Regions from separate parts of the Hordeum vulgare genome. Here regions 1 and 2 are each linked to region 3. A link is a contact called in public Hi-C data. All regions are on one chromosome and are shown on one strand. Each heading gives the region's core, a stretch centred on a gene start, on an enhancer-like site or on the middle of the called end of the contact. The rest is flanking DNA. Distances are from core to core; before and after follow the strand shown. Region 1 has its middle 11 kb from the start of LOC123412098. Region 2 holds the start of LOC123412968. Region 3 holds the start of LOC123407733 (alpha-1,3-arabinosyltransferase XAT3-like).

The links. A called contact is a pair of places that touch in the nucleus more often than the background predicts.
Region 1: a contact with region 3 is called in a Hi-C map of leaf, with 5 times the contacts expected there. The contact joins the enhancer-like site here to the promoter of LOC123407733 in region 3. A contact is called at or near these places in 2 of 6 Hi-C or Micro-C datasets (both in leaf) and 1 of 1 datasets of contacts at active chromatin or transcription factors (embryo).
Region 2: a Hi-C map of seedling shows a contact between it and region 3, with 2.4 times the contacts expected there. The contact joins the promoter of LOC123412968 here to the promoter of LOC123407733 in region 3. A contact is called at or near these places in 3 of 6 Hi-C or Micro-C datasets (leaf and seedling) and 1 of 1 datasets of contacts at active chromatin or transcription factors (embryo).

Annotation. Positions count from the first base shown.
Region 1 is chr7H:158,151,875-158,156,186 of MorexV3_pseudomolecules_assembly, forward strand. No RefSeq gene overlaps it. Among protein-coding and RNA genes, the nearest start is that of LOC123412098, 11 kb to the left of the region's middle. Within about 2 kb of position 2,862, at least 3 of the 3 cell types and tissues checked have open chromatin away from gene starts, as enhancers often do. A contact at or near this core is called in leaf, where this site is marked.
Region 2 is chr7H:158,506,105-158,510,914 of MorexV3_pseudomolecules_assembly, forward strand. It overlaps LOC123412968, which reads left to right and starts at 2,035. Exons shown (of 8, transcript XR_006613645.1): 1 at 2,035-3,281.
Region 3 is chr7H:158,291,682-158,296,116 of MorexV3_pseudomolecules_assembly, forward strand. It overlaps LOC123407733 (alpha-1,3-arabinosyltransferase XAT3-like), which reads right to left and starts at 1,256. Exons shown (of 3, transcript XM_045100931.1): 1 at 909-1,256; 2 at 658-774; 3 at 1-317. The coding sequence starts at 1,029.

The sequences.
Region 1 (4,312 bases), core at 1,612-4,111, 140 kb before region 3:
ATGTTCTTGTGTAACAACCAGGCAAAAATCTTCAGTCGGGCCATCTCTTTCAAAAAATATGTTTGTAACTGGATTTGATGGAGCCTTCGAATTGGGAGCTATATGCAGAGCTGACATATTAAACGCCCGAGACTTCAGGCTTCCATTTGATTGTGTCCTTTGTATGCTCATCTAGTTGAAAATTTCTAGCTTAGAGACACTCATGTAGTATGATTACCTAATTTTTGATCAATTGGGTGTCACCGTGGACGAGGTCCATGACCCAAGTCTGGTTTAGAAGGACCTCTCTCATCGATCCGTCTGTCCTTCTCGGGTGTTTGTATAAATAGGGAAGGATGTCTTGAGGTTGCCTGAATCTGCCCAGGACACGGACTATCAAGAAGCCATCATGAACATCAGTAGAGTTTTTTTTTTAAATGCGGTCCCTTAGGGCCCGATCCAATTAGAAAAGGTTGAATAGAGTTGTCCAGTTAATAAACAGATAACCGGGTTAAAACCGTCACAATGTGTCCGCTAAAACAAGGCACACAGGGCGACCTCGCAACCTACACAAGAACGCAGACACGCAGCGAGGGGGAAGAGCTCCGTCAAGGTTGCAATTTGGCGTCATCGTCATCACGCCTCCGCGAGGGCGACTCCGACTTCACCATCGTCGACCACCGATGTAGCCTCCACCACAGACGGGCGCAGAGGCCTGCGTCGGACAACGCCAAACAGTCCACCACACGCGCGGGCGACCACACAGCTTCGACTCTGTCGACGAGCATTGTACGATAAAAAAGTGATGGACCTGCGCCGAGCCAGCGCCAGAACCGATCGCCCGTCTCACGTCATTGTCACCGCAAGGCTCCTCCTCAAACAGCTTTGACTTCAGAAGACAAGAAAGGTACGACGACCCCTCGAACACGCCGGGTGAGACCGACTACTAGAACACAACAACAATTCCTACTCCGCTTGAAGCGGCCATCGTTGCTACACAAGAAGCCGCGCAGATCATCCACATTGTCGGACGGGCCTGAGCTGACCGCAATATCGCGAGCGTCTAGCCCATGGAGCGTGCAAACAAGATCCAAAGCTCTTCAACACGACGCCCCCAAGGAGGAAGCGACGATGCCGACGCCGTCATCTGTCCCAACCGGGCCTAAGGTTTTCACCCGAAGAACTGGATCCAAGGGTGTACAGGGAGAGAACTCCTTAACGGTGCCTCCAAGGAGGTGAGACGACATCCACAGACGTCGACACCGTCGGCCGGCAAGCTTTCGCCCATAGCACCTCCCAACACCACAACCCCACGCATAGCACCCCCGCTAGCCTACACGCCTCCCACGAAGCCATCACACCATGACCACGCAGAAGCCACCACAAACCTCGACGCCAGCCCGAAGAACCAGCGAGTCGAAGCCAGCGACACCTGCCATTTCCAAAGAGCTCCCAGGGCCGGATCTGGCCGGGGGCGGCAGGCCCACCACTACCAGGGAGCACCGCAGTAGAGGTCGGCCACCGGATCCAACCAACCCTTGCGACGAGCTGGAGCCTCGACATCACAAGGGCCCAGGCCCCACGCATCGAGCTGCGTGAGATCTGGACCAAACCCAGAGCCGCTGCCGTCGAGATCGGGGCATGCCCCTCAACCGCATCAGCCACTCCACGCCACCGCATGCAGCCCGCGCCCCCGCCGCCAGCTACCTCCGCCCGATCCAGACGGCCAGCACCATCCAACGTCCAACATGTCGTCCCGACGACGAGGGAAGGGAGCTGCAGGGAGGAAGGAGGAGGAGGGCGCTAGCCCCCCCCCCCCCCCCCCCGAGCGCTCGCGGAAGCGGCACGGGAGGGCAAGGGGAAGGGGGAAATCGAGCATCAGTAGAGGTACTCGTAGTTTATATGCTAGTATTGTCAAAGATATCAAAGCGTCACCTTATCAGTTTGCGGCTTGCTCCTTCATATTTGAGGGACACGATTTTTATATCAAGGCACATAGTCTCGCTAAAAACGTTTTAGGCATTTTTTACGCTATTTGTGCCTTCTTGTTACTCCGTACCTCAATTGTATCCTTGAGGCCATTTTGGCTATTGGGAGCATATACTTTCTCATAAATAATAAATTCAAAACAAATATATTTAAAAAAACTGCTTTTCATGTGAATGTTTATCTTATTCTAACAAGTGAGTTTGACATTTTTTTATGCAAAACGGGGTAGTGGTACGTCGATGGTGAAAAAAAAGTAAATCTAACATTTGTAGGTAACATTTGATGTTTTTTTTTGCAGAGCTCAAACTGCTTAAGATTTTTCATTAAAAATTCGCAGGTAGCATTTGAGTGGGACAAAGAACACATCTTTTTTTATTTTACTTTTTACATTTGCAAAAAATAAAATTGATGGACAGGAGCATATGCTCTCCAAAGCCGAATTGGATTTCCCAAACTACCTGCATATAACTGGAGCCATCGCATTCGCTCCTTCAATACAAGCAGATTAATGCACACGACATAAAAAGTATTAACAAGTAGCTTAGCGGTCCGTCTGGACTCTCGAGTTTGTCTGTAGTTTTCAGTCCAGCGATTCAGATAAGTCAAGACACCCACGACCCACGACACCTCTCCACCCGAGGCTACTAGCTAGCTAGCCCAAGACAAGCGTAGTCCGTCCCTTGGCTCGCGCGGCGGTGCGCGAGCACGAACAACATCATGGCGTCTTTTTCCCTTGGCCAGTGCATGGCATCACGTGTCCCGCGCTCCGACGGGCGGCACGGCACGGCAGACCGTCTCGCGGGTTCCTCCCTGCCCTCGGTGCGGGACAACTGGGAGACCCGACGAGCTATCCACGGTTAACTATCGGAACCACGCCGGGGAGAATCGGCAGTCTGCCAGAACACAAATAAACAATCTGCAGCGTGGCGGAACTCGCGGGTCGTAGCAGCAGCACAGCGCTGGCCCGTGCGCTTCATCTGTTCATTTTGGTTTCCGCTGACAAAATGTCTGCTTTGAGGGCTTTCCTTTCCGCTTTTGCCTTTTGCCGTAGGACAACCTTTTCTATTCAAAGGGCGAGAGACGGCCTTTTTGTTTTGGTTAACGCTCTGTTTAGAACAACTCACATTATAACAATTTAATTTTTATAATCTATACTGTCTCCAAACAAAATAAATTATGTTGTATATTATAAAAATTAGATGGGTATATTATTAAAAACTCACAATCTACTTCATCCGGATAAAACCAGATTATGAATTACTAATGATTCATTATCTTTGTGAAGTTTGAGGTAATTACTAATTTTTATGACATCCTCCTTTTTTCTCCTCACCGTACGCACAAGAGAGACATGTCATTATGTAATGTAAAACCTGGATTACAGTTTACATAATATAGCCTCTAAACATGTCCATCTTAATTATTTTTATAAACCTGATTATATAATCTATCTTCATAATCCAAATTATCATAATCTATTATGATTTCAAACAGAATCTAAGAGTCCTATCAGGGCATCTTCAATGGTCGTATGATCATCGTTGATAAAATTGTCACATAGATGATTTTAATGACATGATATATAATAAAAGAAGAGAGAGAATGAAACCGTATGAACTTGAAGCAACGGTTCATGCACAAGCTCTGAGGCAAACATGATTATTTCTTCAACATTTAATGGATCCACTTAGTTATTTTACATACTCTTAACATACACACTATTGAAGAGCTTGTATGATGTACTGTTGGTTGATGATGTGGACACTTATACCAACGATTGAACATACGGATTATTGAGATGCTCTCAAGAGAAACTGATTTATCGACTTCAAGTATGGACTTGAGTCCACAAAATTGCGTGCCCTCTTCCCACTCATCCCCACCTCGCCCTTCCCCTTTAATTTTACCCATATTTATTTTTCTTTCACGATATATTATAACACTAATCGTTGTAGAATTGAAGAGCCAAGATTTTGTTGAGATTTTTAATTAATAATGTGGCATCCAATTTTAATCGGTTAACAATTTCTTAAAGCGATAATCTTAGACGTACGGACCCTTTTACATGGTTGTCACTGAGCCTTTTTTAAATCTATGTGCCACGTGAATTCCCACACGGGTGGCTCGCCTCACTCGTCTTCTCCCTAATTCCCCTTTAATAGATATCTCCAAGACTTCTATTAAAATTGGATCACCCGATTTTGATCGGGTCAACAATTTCTCAAAACATTTTCGTTCAAATCTTTAGACAAATACACTATGCTTTTTAATGGGTTTGGTTTACGATTTTAACCGAAACAACATTTTTTTCAAATGAAACAACAACAACCGATCTATAAAACAT
Region 2 (4,810 bases), core at 785-3,284, 220 kb after region 3:
ATCGTCGTCTTCAACATCGGTGACCAGAGCTTCTTGTCGCCATTCCGCTGCAACCAGGTCGTCCCCCGAGCCTTCCGAGATGCTCTCTCGAACCGTTGCGACCTCTGTTGCCTTCCCCCTTGCTCTCATGCTCGATTGCGTCGCCTAGCCATCATTTCCATCGGAGCCGAGAGCTCCTCACCACCGGACTTGTCGCCACCGCGGCTATTAAGGACAGTAAAACTGCACCTAATCTTTGCCCTCTCAGCGATTAGACGTTTTTGACCGTTGGATTAGCTAATTAGGAGTTTCTCGCCGTTGGATTACGTCCTTTCTGAAGCTGATCCGCGCAGTCTTTTTTATTTAGCCCGTCTGTCCTGTGGGCTGCTGCTCCAGGGGCCAAAACCAAGGCTTCTGATGCATTAGGCCTTACAGCAGCCCATTCAAAGGAGTCTTGCTGATCCAGCCCATGCGTGTGATGCTGGTGACACGGGTGGCTCGATCCAGCCGAGAGATCGATGCTTCATCTGATTGAAACTGCTTCGCTCAAACATCAACAAGGCATTTACACTTCAGTTTCTATTCACACATTCGGTACTACTGCTCCCTCGTTTTTCTCGTTTGTGCTGCCGTGCTTGTGCGAGAAGCTAAATCGGTTGGAAACATCAAAGACAGCGAGGTGGGTGGCTACAGAAGTGCAACCGACGGTGGATGGTCGAACAACAAAGATGGTGACAATGATCGACTCGAAGGATATCTGCTCATGGTGAATGTGACAAATAACCTAGACGGAGATGATGAACGATTAAAAGAAGGAGAAACCCTTTTCATAGGCTCGTACGACGGTGGCGATGTGTATGGATTTTACGCGAGTCTTCTAACGACGACGGAATACACAAAGAGATTGAAGAAGATATCTACGAGGTGTCAACCAAGCGGTCCTTGTGAAACACATGGGAATAATAATGATCATAATCATATCCCAAACCAATGCACATGTTATTTTCTGACTTGTCGATTTAAGGTTACGAAAATATATTAAAAAACCACATAAATCAAACGGACATGGGAAATAGGGGACATGGGAAATAGGGAATACTCTCAGCCATGCCATCGAATGTTTTTTTTGAGGGGGAATAGATTTATATTCAAACAAAATTAGAAGCATCCCTTTTCTAAAATTTACTTCCTCCATTTTTAAACATAAGTTTTTTCAAGGTTTCACTATGAGATTCTCTCTCTCTATATATGTATATGCATATTTTAGAATGTAAGTTCACTCATTTTATTTCATATATGCTCCCTTCGTTTTTAAATATAAGTCTTTCTAGAGATTTTCTTAGGAGACTACATACGAAGTAAAATGAGTGAATCTATACTTTAATATATGTCTATATACATCCGTTTATAGTTTTCTATTGAAAATTCTTAAAAGACTTGTACTCCCTCTGTCCCTAAATATAAGTCTTTTAAGATGTTCCACTAGGAAACAACATACGGATGTATATAGACATATTTTAGAGTATAGATTCACTCATTTTGCTCCGTATGTACTCCCTCCGTTCCTAAATATAAGTCTTTTAAGAGATTCCACTAGTGAACAACGTACAGATGTATATATACATACTTTAGAGTATAGATTCACTCATTTTGCTCCGTATGTACTCCCTCCGTTCCTAAATATAAGTCTTTTAAGAAATTTCACTAGGGGTCTACGTACGGAGCAAAATGAATGAATATACATTCTAAAGTATGTCTATATACATCCGTATATAGTACACTAGTGAAATCTTTAAAAAAGACTTATATTTAGGAACGTAGGGAGTAGTATTCTAGTGAAATCTTTAGAAGGACTTATACTCCGTATTTAGGAACAGAGAGAGTATTTAAGAATGGAAAGAGTAGTCTTTTAATAAAATCTTAAAAAAACTTGTACTCCTATTCAAGATCGGGGAAAATAGTTGGGTTCCCGAGCATCTCACCATCCGGCAACATACATCGCGCCCAAGCAAAACCCATTCCGCGGGCCGGATTCCCCACCACTTACCCACCCCAAACCCTAGGTTTCCCATGGTGCAATCCGCACCCAGCTCCCCCACCGCCACCGCCACCGCCACCGCCGTCCCCGACGCCGACCACCCCACCCCGCCGTCCCGTCTCCTCTCGAAACATCGCCCACGACGCCGTGCAGCGCCCCCCCGCCCGGCCTTGCCGCCCCCTGCGCCCACGCGCAGCCCGTCCTATCTGAACCGCTGCCACTGCTGCGTCGCTCGCTTCCAGCCGCCGGCGCCGGGCGCCAAGCGACGTCCACTCCGTCCCCTCCGCTCCCTCTGGCGCGTCGTCCTCCTCTGTTCTGAATGTATCTCCCTCCTTCGCTCTGGCGCCGTCTGCTCCTACTGCCTCTCCCCCGACAACCTCTCGCACGAGGACTCGGCCACATGCCGCAGCTGCAACCACTGCGTCCACCACCACTGCATCCCTGCCGAGCACCGTACTGCCATGATCCAGCCTGTAGATTTGGAGAATTTCGTCTGCGTCGATTGCTGCCCCACAGTGAAGGTGGGTGGCAAGAAATACGTTCCTAATCTGGAGTTGGTCACCAGGGAGCCTAGTTCTGCAGTTCGGAGGAAGGGGGAGCCTGTCGCCGCTGCTAAGTTGAATTCGCCAAGGAAGGTGGTGGAGGAGGTGAGGCCAGCTTGGAAGGATGCGATGGCCCTCGTCCCTGTTGGTGAGGGGTCAGAGAGCAAGGGTCCCTGTGATCCGGAGCTGCCAGATGAGGCATTGGCTCTGCAGCTGCATTTGGCTATCAACGGGTCACCGAGGATTTCACGTTCTGGCAGTGCATCTCTATTTGTCTCGGCTGGACAGGGCAAGAGGCAGAACGGATTGGTTTATGGGAGGAAGGTGGTCAATGAGGATCTGGGGCTTTGTGTAACCAATATGATGGATCATCTGGACTATCTCGAGACCAGTGAAGAGATGGGAAGCAACTGGAATGCTAGTCAGGCTTTAGGATCTGACCCCACAGTCCCTGTGGTTCTTGCACTGGAGTGTAAAGGTAAACCCCCTCAGGAGAGTACGAGAGGTAAAAGGAAAGGTCCTCCCGCGACTAATCAACATAATAGTTTGGTGGAGTATAAGGTGGATCGGTATAAGAAGAAGTATAGCAAGAGGAAATCAAGTAAGCAGACATATGTTGAAAGCACTGGAAACAAGACCTTGCCCAATGGAAAGGACATGGATGTTGGTGAAGGTGGTGAGGGCATAACTCCTATGACATAGACCGCCGTTTCTTTTTGGAGGTACGAAGAATTTTTGCACTGTTTGTAACTATAGTTATATACTCCCTCCGTCCGGAATTACTTGATGCACAAATAGATAAAAATGGATGCATCTAGAACTAAAATACATCCAGATACATCCATTCCTATGACAAGTATTTCCGGACGGAGGGAGTATTCGCTTCCAGTAACTGTATCCTTTGCTGTCCTCTACATTGTTGTTCAGTTGTAGGCAAACAGCATCTACTACTTTGTTGGTAGCCAAAGCATAAATTATTTATTTGCTATTGAAAAGGCATGTACGCTTCAAAATGCCATTGCAAATATGGTGCGCCGATGCTAGCTAAATGAACTAGGAATTCATACTGTTCAGTAGTTGACTGGTTTGTGTGGTTGGTATATTTGTCCATATCAAGATATGCAAGAAAGCTTAGTATCTAAAAACCGAAGCAGTAAGCAGACCCTCATTTTGGAGGAACCCTTAGTCAGGTAGAATTTTGTGCTGCCTGATGCTCCGTCTAACAGTGAATCAGTTAGGACACGCCTGTACACTCATACATGTAAGAAAGCTAAGCTCCCTTGTGTCTCTGGCTCCTTAGCTCCCTGTCCGTTTATTTTCATAGAGCGGTGATCATTTTTGCATTTGTTGAACCTATTCCTCTTCAGCTGTTTGGGGAGCAAGCCCATCTGAAAATGATTTACCACTTCTAGCGTAACTGATGAGTAGAGTGTTTCGGTTACTGGAAGGGAATAGTGGCATTGCTTTTGTTGTATGTACCTGCATTCCCATTTTGTTGGTCATCTACCTCAGGTGTTGTGGATTTTAGTGTGTTTCATTAGTGCACCGGTAGTTCGAATGCAATAGAATTGCCATCAAGAAGGCCAAGGTCATGATCGTATCACAAGAGGAGATTGTTGGAAGGTTCTTGCATCAGTAGATAAATGGATGCGTGAGAGTCTTGTGGGAAATATTATTATAAAAGGATGTCTAAGATCAAAAGATGTTGGTTCCATAGGAGTTCATGTTGTGTTAGGAAAAGTCAAGGATAAGCATGTGCTGCTTAAGGATGTCATTTATCTATGTTTGAGCCAGGCAAGAAGAATTGATCTATTCTCACCCAATTATTTGCTCATGTAGCCTAGGCCTATACAATCACAACCAATGCCTACTAGTACCTTCAGCATTGTAGTTATACAAATCATGTTCCACAACATCCAGTCAAATATGTGCTGCATAATTGGATTGACTACCGGTAGAGTGAAATAATCAAATACAAATATCATTATCACAAAAAATGATGATTATGTCACACCTGGATTTCTATTACCACTAGTAAGTTGCCGGTGCCATGCTTCAGTACAAAAAAAATGTAACTAACATTAAATTTTATACTTGACTCGACCAAACTCAGTCTTTTAAATATGTTTAGTTGAGTTATATGTTTGTGCAGTGCAATTTAGGACAATAGACTGGCCTGACGTTTGTAGGAGAGGAGTGTTGACTCTCTTGAATGGGAGTTGGGAGCGTGTGCAGTGCAACAGTCGCAGTT
Region 3 (4,435 bases), core at 6-2,505:
GCACTTGGGCGCCGCGTCGTCGCCGGAGGGGAACGGCTTCAGAGACCACTCCTTGACGTGGGACAACGCGTAGGTATCGTGCTTCCGGCAGTACGGCCTGGTCTTCCATTCCCGCTCCAGCGTATCGATGTAGATGGTCTGGCTTCTCCCCACCAGGCGCACGTCGCCGGCTGCCTCGCAGGTGTCGGAGCGCCGACTCGTCTCGTAGCACACCGGCTTGCTGGCGTCAACGACCACGGCGGCTTTGGCTGGCCGCACTGTGGCGCCCACGGCCTGCTCGGTCTTGGGCTGAATTTCCTCCTCCTTGTCTTCCTCCACTGCAAGAAGAAAATCCAGTTCCTGGTGAGATCTGATGCCACCACCCTCTTCACCGAATTATTTAGAACGAAAATCTTCAGTGTATATCAGCGATAGTTTAGGACGAGCTGCTAAATCCGTGGATGGTTCCATTGTTCCTCCTCTCCTCTCCTTGTCTGATTTGAGGCTGAATCTCAGCTAAAATGGATATGATATTACCAAAAGAAAGCGGCCGGTAAAGAAATGCCAAGCAGATCTAGACACCCAACCACCCCCTGCATAAAGCAAGCGGCTTCCAATCCACTCACTAATCTTTCTAGACGATACACGCCGTGTACGAAGGCGGATAAGCTAGCTTACCAGCAACTGCGGCGGCCTCGTCGGCGCCATCGCCGGCCTGCGCGGCGACAGCCGGCTTGCTCGGCAACACCGGCTTCGGATCCTCCACTTTGATGGTCTCCACAACGGGCGTATTCCCTGCGGAAACGCAGTGAGACCATGAGAGCAGTCAAACAGCAGCTCTGACGCCCTCAGATTTGCTCCCACCACTGGCCACGCCTCTGCATAGTCAGGAACAAAAGAGAAAGAGCAGAAGAAAGCGATGGCGTTACCGATTGGGGAGAACCTTGCCCTGATGAGCGAGAGCGCGACGAGGGAGCAGAGCATGAGGGCCAGGAGAGCCACATTCCCGAACCTCCTCGGCTCGCCCCTCGCAGAGCTCCGGGACTTCATCTCCTCCGGGAGTAGGAGTAGTTCTTTGCTCCGCACAGGACCTCCACAGCCTTGCTATGCGACTCGAGCTGAGCAGCTGACGTGTAAATCAGCGGGGGATAAAGCGGGCGGCGGAAGCGGCGGCCACCGGCAGCGAGCCCGGTGGAGGGGGGAGAAAGGGAAGGAAGGGGAGGGAAGAGCAGAGCAAAAGCAGCAAAGGCAGCTGCTCATTTAGCTAGCTGGGGCTTGGGAACTGGAGTAGTAGTAGAACTGTTTTGTTTGGAAGTGCTCTGGTCGGTCGGTGTGTGCCTGCCTGCCTGTGCGCCACTGGTACCCAGCACGACTTTTCAGGGCGCCGTAAAATAGCAGCCGCTGCTTCGGACACGGTCATTACCGTGACTTCCTTTAGTTAGAGATAGTTTTATGGTGATAATTTTGTTGTCACCACTGTACCAGTGATCAGTTTTCTCGACACACGCTAGACGAGACTCTGTGGCGAGACGTTTCTGATCTCGCAGTGTCGGTGCCGTGTCAATGCTGGGGAGTTTGGACCACTGATTGGAATGGGCCTTGCAGCGGGAGTGCTGTAGGAGTACATGCTTTGGTACCGTTCAAACGCAGAATTGCTTCCAAAGCATCTTCAACAGCCGCGGTAGCTTCGTCGTGGTAGCAAAAAATCAAATTAGAGGGTGCTTGAATACCTTTTAATCCCATGACTAAAAGTAACGAGACTAAAACTTGTTAGCCTCATTCATGTTTGGATCTAAATACTAAAGAGATTAAAATCAAGTTAATGAATATTTATTATCCTCCAAACCCTTCAATCCAGAACTTGCATGAGGAGTTAAATAAGGAGAGAGAGGACTAATGCACATTTTAATAGAGGTACCCCTCACTAAAAGATTTTAGCCTCAAGACTAGTTTTAGCCTCTCTTTAGTCAGGGGTGCTTGAAACTTTAGCCTCTTAAAGAGACTAGTTTTAGTCTCTTGAATCCAAGCACCCTCTTATTACGTACGGGCCTGTATCGAATGCTTCAACAGACGCGTAATAATCGTGCGCACATGGTATAGTTGGTTCAGCGTGCGGAGAAAAATGGCATCGTGCTTTGCTTATGTCGCATGCCCGTTTTCGTGCATTGAACAATAACGATTCACGCGCGAGCGACCAACTGCGACCCAACCTCTTCGGCCGCCTCGCCACACACCGTCGACGATGAAATTCGACCGATGGAAGGCGGCGCCGACATCCCCCCACCCCTCCCTACACCCACGACCCCTTCCGTGAGGCAAAAAGGAGTTCATCAATATTTCCCGTGATGAAGTCTTGGTCCAAAAAAGATCCATGGCCATGGGTGGCTTCACAGGCATAGAAGGCTTGAAAACACGCATGGGAGGCATGGGTGGCTTCGGAGGTACCACGGGAGGCATGGGAGCATCTATGAAAGGCATGGGTGGCTTTGAAGCCATCATGGGCGGCATGCGAGGCATGGGGGCATGGGTGGCTTTGAAGCTATCATGGACGGCATGGGAGGCATGGGTGGCTTCGGAGCTACCGTGAGAGGCTTTGGAGCCATGAGTTTTGGGTCTCTCATGGGAGGCATGGGAACATTTCCAGGTGACATGGATGGATGCATGCCTTGTGGTGTGCCTCACATACCTTCGCATGAGGAGGAAGAATTGTCTTCATAAGAGGATGGAGAAGAGGAGGAAGAAGAGGATGCACGATAGTTGATGTGCCATTTGTTATGTGAACTTTTATTTGTCATGAACTTGATTGGATGATTTTAAACTATGGCATGCAATTGAACTATGTTATCTTGCTCCAATGCACACTTTTTATGTTTGTAAGATCATCATATTGTCAAATGCATATGTGTTGTTCATATTTACCAAACGCGGCCTGCTCACGCATGTTGCATTTTGCAGAGCGTGCTGGAGCTATAGCATCGTGCCATATTTTATAGCGCCTGTTGGAGCAAACGCTCCCCCACACGCTAAAAAGGCTATTTCAATGCTATGTATATTTTTAGCGCGCCATGCTAGCATGCGTCTATTGGAGATGCTCTTAGACAGGGAACTCCGAATCCTAGGTCCACAGACTAGGAAACCTAGCCGCCGCCGTCACCACAAGAACCGCTCCTTCCGACATCGTCTTTCGATGGCTCTCCTCCGTCGTTGACCTTTTGGTCGTCGCTGGAAGGGGGTTCGTCGGATGCCACATGTGCGGATCGTTTTAGTCTTTAGGTTTTAGGGTCCTACTGGATTAGATTTTTGGGTCGTTCGACGTTTTTGTTTCGGCAACGGCGATGTTCAACAATGAAGCGTTAGATTCATCCTCGAAGAGGCAATCGTTATTGTGGTCGGTGATGGATTTGGGAACTAGTTTGTTCAAACGAGGATGTCGTGGCAGCGATGGCATTCTTGTGGTGGACTTGTGTCGTCGGGCTCTGTTGTTGCGATGATGTTTGCTCCAACATCGGTGTAGAGTTTGGGTGGTAGTCCAAGAGCGTATGTAGCGTTTGCTCCAACGTTGACGCGAAGTTCGGGAGGTAGTCCAAGAGCGGATGTAGATTGTGTTCTACATCGACAATATCTAAAATACAGAACGTGTGCTAGGTTCGTGGTTGATGGCTGACTGGTATGGTTTCCTCTTTCGGCGTCGTAGTTGTGATGGGGTGCCAAATCTAGAGTTGTTGGCGTGTCTGTGGTGCTACTCTGGTCTGATTCGTTCAACAGTAGTGGTTTCGCCTTTGTTGAGCCATCTTGGAGGTCTCCAAAATTGTGTATGAGCGATGGAGTCTGGCAAACTCGCATGAGGAGGTTATCCATCAGTTTTTCTTTGGGCTATTATGATGGTGCCGGAGTTAGGTGAGAGACGTTGGTGTCAAGTTTAGAGATTCTTCGATCTTGATTGTAATTTTATTTCTTGGCTCTTGATCCTATATGTAAAGGCTAGGGTTCTGCTGCTTTTATAATTTTTTGTGTCGGTTTGTATGTGGCATGCATTATGATCTTTTTGATATAAATAAGACACGTATTACCATGAAAAAAACTCTGAATCCTTGTGCAATGTATTTCATACAGTAGTACCAGCAAATCACCACTAACAAAAAAGAAAAGTAAAACTGTTCGTATGGAATGAGTTGGGTAAAAAAGGTGTTCTCGATACCCTCTTACCAAAAACAATTGAATAAAAAACGCATGCAAACCCACCCTATATGGAGGGGAGATGCAACACACTAGAAATTCGCATGTTCGGGAAAATGTACCTCCCAAAGTCGTTTAATTTCCTCGTGATCCGCAAAGTCGTGTGTTCCTATACGATGACACAACAAGCTTTAAGTTGTGGCTTCTGAAACTTATGATTTTGTCTTCTTTATTGTTGTCGGAAATCTAGCGGTAAGATAGAAGAATAAATGAGGCTTGA